2 separate regions of the Mus musculus genome follow, and region 1 is linked to region 2. Evidence: chromatin contacts called from public HiChIP or PLAC-seq data. All regions are on one chromosome and are shown on one strand. The core of a region is the stretch at or near the end of the contact, and the rest is flanking DNA. Distances in the headings are between cores, read along the strand shown. Region 1 holds the start of H2-Q2 (histocompatibility 2, Q region locus 2). Region 2 holds the start of Slc44a4 (solute carrier family 44, member 4).

Evidence for each region. HiChIP or PLAC-seq counts read pairs in DNA pulled down with a chosen protein or histone mark.
Region 1: a FOXA1 HiChIP or PLAC-seq map of pancreatic cancer cells shows a contact between it and region 2. The contact joins the promoter of H2-Q2 here to the promoter of Slc44a4 in region 2. A contact is called at or near these places in 1 of 115 datasets of contacts at active chromatin or transcription factors (pancreatic cancer cells) and 2 of 9 other capture datasets (adipose tissue and liver).

The regions. Positions count from the first base shown.
Region 1 is chr17:35,339,605-35,343,584 of GRCm38.p6, reverse strand. It overlaps H2-Q2 (histocompatibility 2, Q region locus 2), which reads right to left and starts at 1,278. Exons shown (of 8, transcript NM_010392.3): 1 at 1,189-1,278; 2 at 716-985; 3 at 197-472. The coding sequence starts at 1,252.
Region 2 is chr17:34,912,300-34,916,640 of GRCm38.p6, reverse strand. Slc44a4 (solute carrier family 44, member 4) reads right to left here and starts at 2,175. Exons shown (of 21, transcript NM_023557.3): 1 at 2,121-2,175. The coding sequence starts at 2,154. Ehmt2 (euchromatic histone lysine N-methyltransferase 2) reads right to left here. Exons shown (of 27, transcript NM_145830.3): 25 at 4,174-4,252; 26 at 3,832-4,007; 27 at 2,568-3,001. The coding sequence ends at 2,821.

The DNA of each region.
Region 1 (3,980 bases), core at 29-2,528, 430 kb before region 2:
ACAGCCTGGGCACTGTCCAGGGAGAAGGCTGAGCCCTGGGAGAGTCAGTGCAGTCACTGTGATGAGGGATCAGGAGACCCAGGGTCACTCTCTCCCCTCTGAGACAGGGGCATCACCCCAGCTGAGGGTTTCTTCTTCCCCAGGACTGAGCCCCAGCCCGAGGGCAGAGGGAGGAGCTGCCCGAGGGCCCCTGCACCTGTGTGCAGCAGCGTCTCCTTCCCGAGCTCCAGGTATCTGCGGAGCCACGTCAAGCAATCGACCTCCAGGTAGGCCCTGCGCTTCTCTGCAAGACCAGCCTGCTCCAACTTGCTTCGGGTCTTCAGTGCTGCCAGGTCCGCCGCTGTCCACGTTATCAGATCCTCATTCAGGGCGAGGTAATCGCGGCCATCGTAGGCAGACTGCTCATACCCTCGGAGTAGGCTTCCGTCTGGCCCCAGGTCACAGCCAACCAACCACTGGAGAGTGTGAGAGCCTACGGGATCCCGTGGTCAGCTCCCCACCCCCTCCCCACCCGGCCCAGGCCGCCACCACCCGCCCCGCTCCCGCCCCCAGACTACCTGTCCGGCCCCGCCCACCTGTGGGCTCAACCAAACTGAAAGGGAAACCGATTCCAGGTGGGTTCTGCTCCCGAACCTTGGACTTGGGATGCGGGAGGTCTCTGGGCTCCTGTGTGGGGACGTGGAGGGGTCGTGACCTCCGACCCGGGGTCACTCACCTCCCTTGCTCTGGTTGTAGTAGCTCAGTGCGGTCCCCAGGCTCACTCGGAAACTCTGCTCATTTTCCTTGGAGACCTGTGTGTTCCGCTCCCAATACTCCGGCCCCTCCTGCTCCATCCACGGCGCCCGCGGCTCCATCCTCGGATTCTCCGCGTCGCTGTCGAAGCGCACGAACTGCGTGTCGTCCACGTAGCCGACGATAATGAACCGGGGCTCCCCGAGGCCAGGCCGGGACACGGCGGTGGTGAAATACCGCAGCGAGTGTGAGCCTGTGGACGGCGCGCGGTGAGACTCCGACCTCCTCCCGGAGCCCCGGCCGGGTTCGCGGGCGGGGAGGCCAGCAGGGTGCGGTGCTCGAGATGTAGGTGGAGAAGGGGCGGAAGGTATGGTGGGCGACGTGGGGACGCGGCTTCCCCGTTGCCGCCCCAGCCCCTCTCCGCAGACGCTGTTTCCCTCCCGACCCCGCACTCACCCGCGCGTGTCTCAGTCAGTTTCAGGGCGGCCACCAACAGCAGGAGCAGCCTTCGCAGCGCCATTGCCCCATCTGGGATACAGGGCATCTGAGGCCCTTGGCTGCATGGACTTTATAACCTGCGCCCGCTGCTGAGGAGCTGGTTGGTTTCCCAGGATCCTGCCACCCAATGGAAATGAGACCTGCCAGATAATTCCTGCTACCTCAGGGTTCAGAGAGGGCATCAGATCCCCAGGAGCTATAAAGTGGTGCTGCTACAGGGCAAGGGAGGGGCAGGAGCTGAGCTGCAGGAGAGGGTGGAGTCTGCAGGGAGCAGAGTGAGGCCCTTGTGCACCTGTGTCTTAGTGAGGGTTTCCATTGCTGTGATAAGACCCCATGACCAAAAGCAACTTGAAAAAGAAAGGGTTTCTTTCAGTTTACACTTCCACATCACAGTCTATCATTGAAGAGATTCAGGGCAGGACCTTGAGAGGATTCTAAAGGAGGAACTGAAGAAGAGGATGAGGACCAGTGCTAATAGCTTTGTAGCTCATGGCTTGCTCAGCCTGCTTTCTTATACAATCCCTGATGACCTGCTAAGACAACCTGCAGTGAGCTGAGCCCTTCCATACTGATCATTAATAATAATTTTTAAATTGCCTTATACACTTCCCCAAAAGCGTCCTGGATGGATGCAATTTCTCAATTCAGGATCCTCTTCTTATATATGTCTCAGTTGGTGTGGAATTAACAAAATACAAACAGCACAGGCTCCTGGTGCAGGGTCACTCAGTGAGAGCTGAGGGAGGAGGATATGTGAGTTCCTCTCCCTGAGCTGAGCCAGGGACCTGTCCTGTGGATGGAGGCCCCATGGAAAAACAGTTGGAATGCAAGGAATGGGAACACAGTGGGTTCCAACTCCATTCCTGCCCCTCAGTCCTGAGGACCTGTCTCTCCCTTGCCTGTTGGTTGATGCTGTTGACATAACCATGGGAGGGACTGATAAAGTCAGGGCATGGGAGGAGAAGGGTTGCTTCAGGAGCTTTCCCTTCCCCAGAACTGTGTGGTAGCCTGATCACACAACATCAGTGATGGGAGCAGCTCCAGGCTTGGTTTTAGCTGCATTGAACCATGTCTGCTCGCTGACCAACATCCACAATTTATCCAGGTTGACAGTTGGGCAGAAGCTCTGGTTCCTCTTCAGGTGGTCATGCCTCACACCAACTTTCCCTGAGTGACCTGGGTGACACTTGTGAAGTTCATCCTGAGGTGATGCCTCTAGCATTCCTGTGGCCTCCTGGGTGCTCGCAGTGTTTTCCTGATGCAACCATGGCCTCGGCTCAGGTGGCCCCGGAGTTTCCAGGTCTTCCTCAGTCTGGATGGCATGGCAATGGCAGAAAGGAAAGAGGCTCCTTAGACCTTTATAAACTGCATTTAAAGCACTTTTTATGGCCTTTATAAGTGACATTCACAGATCTCAAAGCACACTTTTAAGATCGTTGCAATTACTTAACCTCTCATATCCTTAGAAGTTACATACACTTTACAGTTTTTTTCCATCGAATTAGACACAAGACACAGGTGGTTGGTTACTGACAGCAGTCACTGTAAAACAACTTCCTTTACATAAAAGAATAGTAAAACGTTACATTGAAATCTTTGGTGGGAGTTTATCTCTTCTGAGAATCTGGTAACAATGTGATCAGTGGAGACCCAGTAGCAACTCTGGAGAGTGTCCATGATTTTTAAGCATGAAGAGAACTGAGAAGCACCTGAAGCCTGTGCTGTTGCTTGCTGTTAAACTGACAAAGCTCTCCCTAGTCCACACCATCAGAGATCTGAGAAGGATGAATTTCTCCTGAGTAAGCAGCAAGTACAGACCAAGCAGTTTCCAAATCTATTAAAAGTGACAGATGTGGCCAGGCAGTGGTGGCACACGCCTTTAATCCCAGCACTTGGGAGGCAGAAGCAGGCAGATCTCTGAGTTCGAGGCCAGCCTGGTCTACAGAGTGAGTTCCAGGACAGCCAGGGCTACACAGAGAAACGCTGTCTTGTAAAACAAACAAACAAACAAACAAAAAACAAAAAACAAACAAACAAAAAAGACAGATGTGTCAACCACTGAAGGTTCCACTGTGGTAGTCTGGATTTAATTGGGGACAGAGGACCCAGGGTAGTATCAGTCTTCCCTGCCTGGTCCAGAAGGTCCAAAGACTCTCCAGTGGAGGAGGACCCTGGGGGAATCAGCCTAATTTGTCTAAGCAAAGCAAGACAATCAACTCCCCAGTTGTCCACAGTTTATACAGGATCCTGGTGAAAGGCAGATTTTTCACCCAGTAGGTCTGGCTTTGTCACATTTAAAGCAAAATCAAGATGGAATTCTTCTCTAGCCCATCATCATCTGTGAAGACCTGGGGTTGCCTCTAGTAGCTGAGGGTCTCTGTCTGTCATAGTAAGGTTTTCCATCCTTTTAAATGCCATATTCAGCAGATATCTGAAAAGTTTTGAGGACTGTTAGCTACTAAGTATAGCTACACTGAACAAACTTTCCTTGTTTCTAGTAACTTGTTTTAGGCTTAACTTAGGAAACACACAGGAGGCTAATTAAACCTTGTTCCTGTTCTTAACTTGCCTGTGTTAATTGTCCTCCACAGTTTAAATTTTGTAAATTTATCTCTGTTAGGTTTGAGCCTTAGTAAGTTGAGTTGAAGATCCTTTATCGTCTAAATTAACCATAAATGCCTTAAACTTTAGTCCATAGGAGACTGGTAGTTTTTATAGTTTACAGATTTTGTATGACTCAGTTTCTCTAA
Region 2 (4,341 bases), core at 926-3,425:
GGGGGAGTAGAGAATAAGGCATTGAGGGTCTCTTCCCCCACATCCAGTCGCTCTCAGACACTCAATGGTCCCAGGCGCCTGTCTAGCTCACTAACAGGACTGGACCTGGATTAGCAGTATCCTGGTCAGAGAGCAGCCCCATGGTTGCCAGCTTGTGACTGCTACTGGGCAACAGCTGGGAGGTGGGGCCTTTATTTTTGGCAATCTTAGATATCAAATCTATGGTTTCTTACATGGGAGGCAAGTGCTCTGCCACTAAACTGTAACCACAGCCAACTATTTTATTTATTTATTTACTTTTTTTTTTTTTTTTTGGAGACAGGGTTTCTTTGTAAAGTTTTAGCTTCTTGGAACTATCTCTGTAGCCCAGGCTGGCCTTGAACTCACAGAGATCTGCCTGGCTCTGTCTCCCAGGTGTTGGGATTAAAGGCATGTGTCTCCAGGCCGCAGCCATTTGTTTTAAATTTTACTTTGTATTTCAGACAAGATCTTGCTGAGTTCTCCAAGCTGGACTTAAACTTGCTTCAGCCTCCTGACTGGTTTTTAGAATAAGCTTCTGAAAGTGGTTCTTAAAGGGACTCAAGGCTTCTGAGTAGTGTGTAACCCAGGTTCTGGGACTCCCTCTTAGTGGCTCGCAGACCCCAGTCCTATCTCTGTCCTCCAGCCTGTTCCAAGTCATCTCTGGACTATCCAGTCTGGGAGCCCCTCAGGGGACCATCATCACTTATCTCAGCCCTCTGGCCCAAGGATATGACAAAGAAAGGATAGTAAAGCTATGAAACCCTGCAGGGCAATGGGAGCTCCGAAGACCGCCCCACCACCACCACCCCACTCCGGCTACCGCACGGCTCTGGGTGGCCAGCCAGATTGACACCTGAGCCGGCTGCTGTGGTTGTGGCCTTGTGGCCACGTCCTGTTCCTGGTCCTCCTTGAGTACACAGGGGAGGGGGCGGGGCAGGGCGGGGCCAGGCTGCCAGGGTCCTGGTGGGCACTGAGGGACAGCTGAGGGGTGGGCTAGCCTGGGGCAGGTATCTTCTTTTGTGGGCATTTTGGACTCTGTCCCACCCGGGCTCACAGACACAGGGTCAATGATTGACCCAAGGCTGTTCCAGGAAGTTTTCTGTGCTCTGGCTATTACTCGGTCTTCTAGGGGACACCAGCCCCACCTAGAGGAGGCCCAACCCTCAGCCCTCTCTCTTCCCCGTCCAGTCTCAGGATCTGGGGGAAAGATTTCCAGCCCTTTACTTCAGCAGTTCTGGAAACAGGCCTCCCCTGTTTCCCCTCAGACCTCCCCTTCCACACAGCCCTGGCCCCGATTACTTAAAGTGCTCTAGATACACCAACATACACACTTCTTCCCAACTGAAACCTGAAGGCAGGTGTCAGTTGTCTCTCCACCTTAGGCCCCACTCCTCACAGGGGTCCTTGCAGGCAGACCCTAGCATCTCGGGGTCCCACCCCAAATTCTCACAAGAATTCCTTTAGTCCACGGTACCTGCCCCCCCCCCTCTGGGACTCTAGCATGCAGACCCCAGCAGCTCAGGGTCCCAGGCCCTCCATTTCACAGGAATCCTAGCAGGCTGACTGCAGAAGTTTGGGGTTCCAGCCCCCTACTCCTCAAAGGACTTTATTAGTTCAGAGGCCCATCTCCCCAACTCTTCACACAGATCCCAACAGGAGTCTCAGCTCCTGCCTCTTCACAGGGTGTGGGTTGACAGACACCCCCCCCCCCAGCAACCACAGCGCAGGACACTGCTGGACTCTAAGTCCAGAGCATCGGGACCCTAACCTGCCTCCTAACCACACAGGCTTTGTTTGCTAGGGCTCTGCCCTCAGGGACCTACAGCCCAGGCCTGACCTCCCCACTCCGCTGGCCACACAGGGACGCCAGCCCCAACTCCTGCTCATCCAGGTTCCATTTAGTATGCAAGATCTTTCTGGCGGCTCAGACCATCCTTCCAGGACCTGATTCTGTCTCTTTTCCTTGACTCCTGTTTTCCTGTAGCCGCTCCTCAGAGACCCAGGACTCCAGTTCCTCTGTCAGGATCCAACCTCAGCTGCCATGGCTGCAGAGCCCGGCCACCTCTCTCCAGAGCCCGGGCCTCTGCCCCTAGCCTTACCGTGAGCCTCGTTCTCATTCTGCTTTCTCCCCATGGCTCAGTCTCCGGAGTGATTGGAGCCACGGAGACCTAGCCGCTCACCTGCCGCCCGCCCCGCCCTCCCTCCCAGACGTCACAGCCCCGCCCCTGCCTGTGGTCCTCTACAGTTCCTTTTTCAGATCTCAACTCTTGACCAGCCCAGGGGTACCAGGGCTCAGAACTGGGTCCCAGGAGCTGCTTACCGGGTCTGCTACGGACCGCAGCAGGAAGAAACCGGAGCACTTTGATAAGGAAACACTGCATAATTGTTTAGAGTACTTCAACTGTGGCACACCCAAACCTCTAGGTTGTGATTTGCTTTTCCTTAAACCCCTGTGGCCAGTGGGTGCCCCACAGCTGTTCTCTTCCACCCCACAGCCACAGCTTGCTTCCTACCCAACTGTCCCCTCAGCCCCATAGTCCTCATCGTCCTGAAACAATCACCAGACAGTTTATTACCAAACCCAACATTTATTGAGAACACAGAAAATCAGCTGGCAGAGGCCCAACTTCAATCAGCTAACTGAGGCCAGGCTCAGTGGGGAAGGCCAGCCCTGAAGTCACTTGCACTCCCAGTGAGAAACCAGCTCTGGGAGAGGGGCCATCGACCTTCCAGGCCTTACTGGGGTCTCTGATGGAGAAATGTCTGAAGGGCAGTGCCCGGCCTGGATTTTAAGAGTCCTCAGGTGTTGATGGGGGGCAGGGAGCTGAGGTCAGGGAGCAGCTCCGGGTGGGGGTCCAGCCGGGCCAGGCGGCTCTGCTCCAGGGCGATGGCCTCCGCTGAATGCTTGCACTTCTCAGAGCCACACTGGCAGGTGAAATACTTGCTCTTGATGTCCCAGAATCGGTCACCGTAGTCAAAGCTGGCAGAGGAAACACAGGAGCTCTTGGCCCTTGGATCTAGACACTTCAAACCCATCTCATAGAGCCCAGGAGCCCTCTTGAGGGATCCACCTTCTTCCACCCAACCACTCCTGCAGATGGACTCCAGGTCCTTGTTGGCTCTGTTGACTCACACTCCCAGAGAACTGTCATAAATGCAGGCTTCTAGCCTTCCTGCCTTGTGACCAGACTCTCCCGAGGCTCTGCGGGAAGTGGGATGCAGCCTGCCCAGGGCCTAGTATACTCAACCATCCAGCCAACCCACACTAGCCCCCATCCCCCTTCTTGTTTTTTGCTTAAGATAGGGTCTCTCTACATAGGCCTGGCTGTCCTGAACTCTGTAGTTAGCCCAGGCTGGCCTTGAATTTGTAGGTACTTCTGCTTCAAGCTCTTTCAAACACTAGCATGACAGGCATGTGATACCAGGGCAACCTGGACTTCTCTTGTTTTGTTTTGACACAGGGTCTCACTCTGTAGCCCAGACTCTTTGTGATCCTCCTGCCTCAGCCTCCTGAGTGCTGTGATCATGAATGTATGTTCCTACTCCTGCCTTACACAGTTTTAACAAGCCTTCCAAGGGACACCTAAGAACACCAAAGGAAGCCGGGTATGGTAGCACACACCTTTAATCCCAGCACTTGGGAGGCAGAGGCAGGCAGATTTCTGAGTTCGAGGCCAGCCTGGTCTACAGAGTGAGTTCCAGGACAGCCAGGACTACACAGAGAAACCCTGTCCCGAAAAACCGGGAAAAAAAAAAAAAAAAAAAAAAGAACACCAAAGGCTGGTCAGTGCCCTCAGGCTGGCTCCTCACCCCAGCTCCTCCCCAGTCCGGATGTCCCTGGAGCTGAAGAAGGCAATGCGTGGGAACCGTAGATCTTGGTGCAGCATGAAAACCCGGACAGGGATGATGTTGGGGTCACACAGGTGGTTAATGAATCGGCTGATGTTGCCATAGTAACGGGCATCAATGCAGTAAACCTCGCCATCCTGGGGGTGGAGACACAGTGTTCTTAATATCCACTTCTATCCACTTGCCTGGCTAGTGTTCCTGCAGTGACACCCAGTCCCTCCACCCAGGCTTCCAGTCCCAGATGTTACAGGTGGCTGCACAAAGCAGCCTTTGGTAGTTGAGGGCAGAGGTGCTGCATCCCACCTTGTTATCTAAATCGAAGAGGTAAGAATCATCCTCTCTCACATCAGCCTCGGCATCAGAGATCAGCTCTCCTACATACCTGTTGGACGGAAACTTCAGTTCTGCATGAACAGTGAGCAGGGCTCCCGGCCCCACCTTCCCACTCAGTTCTCAGAGCCCAGGGGAGAG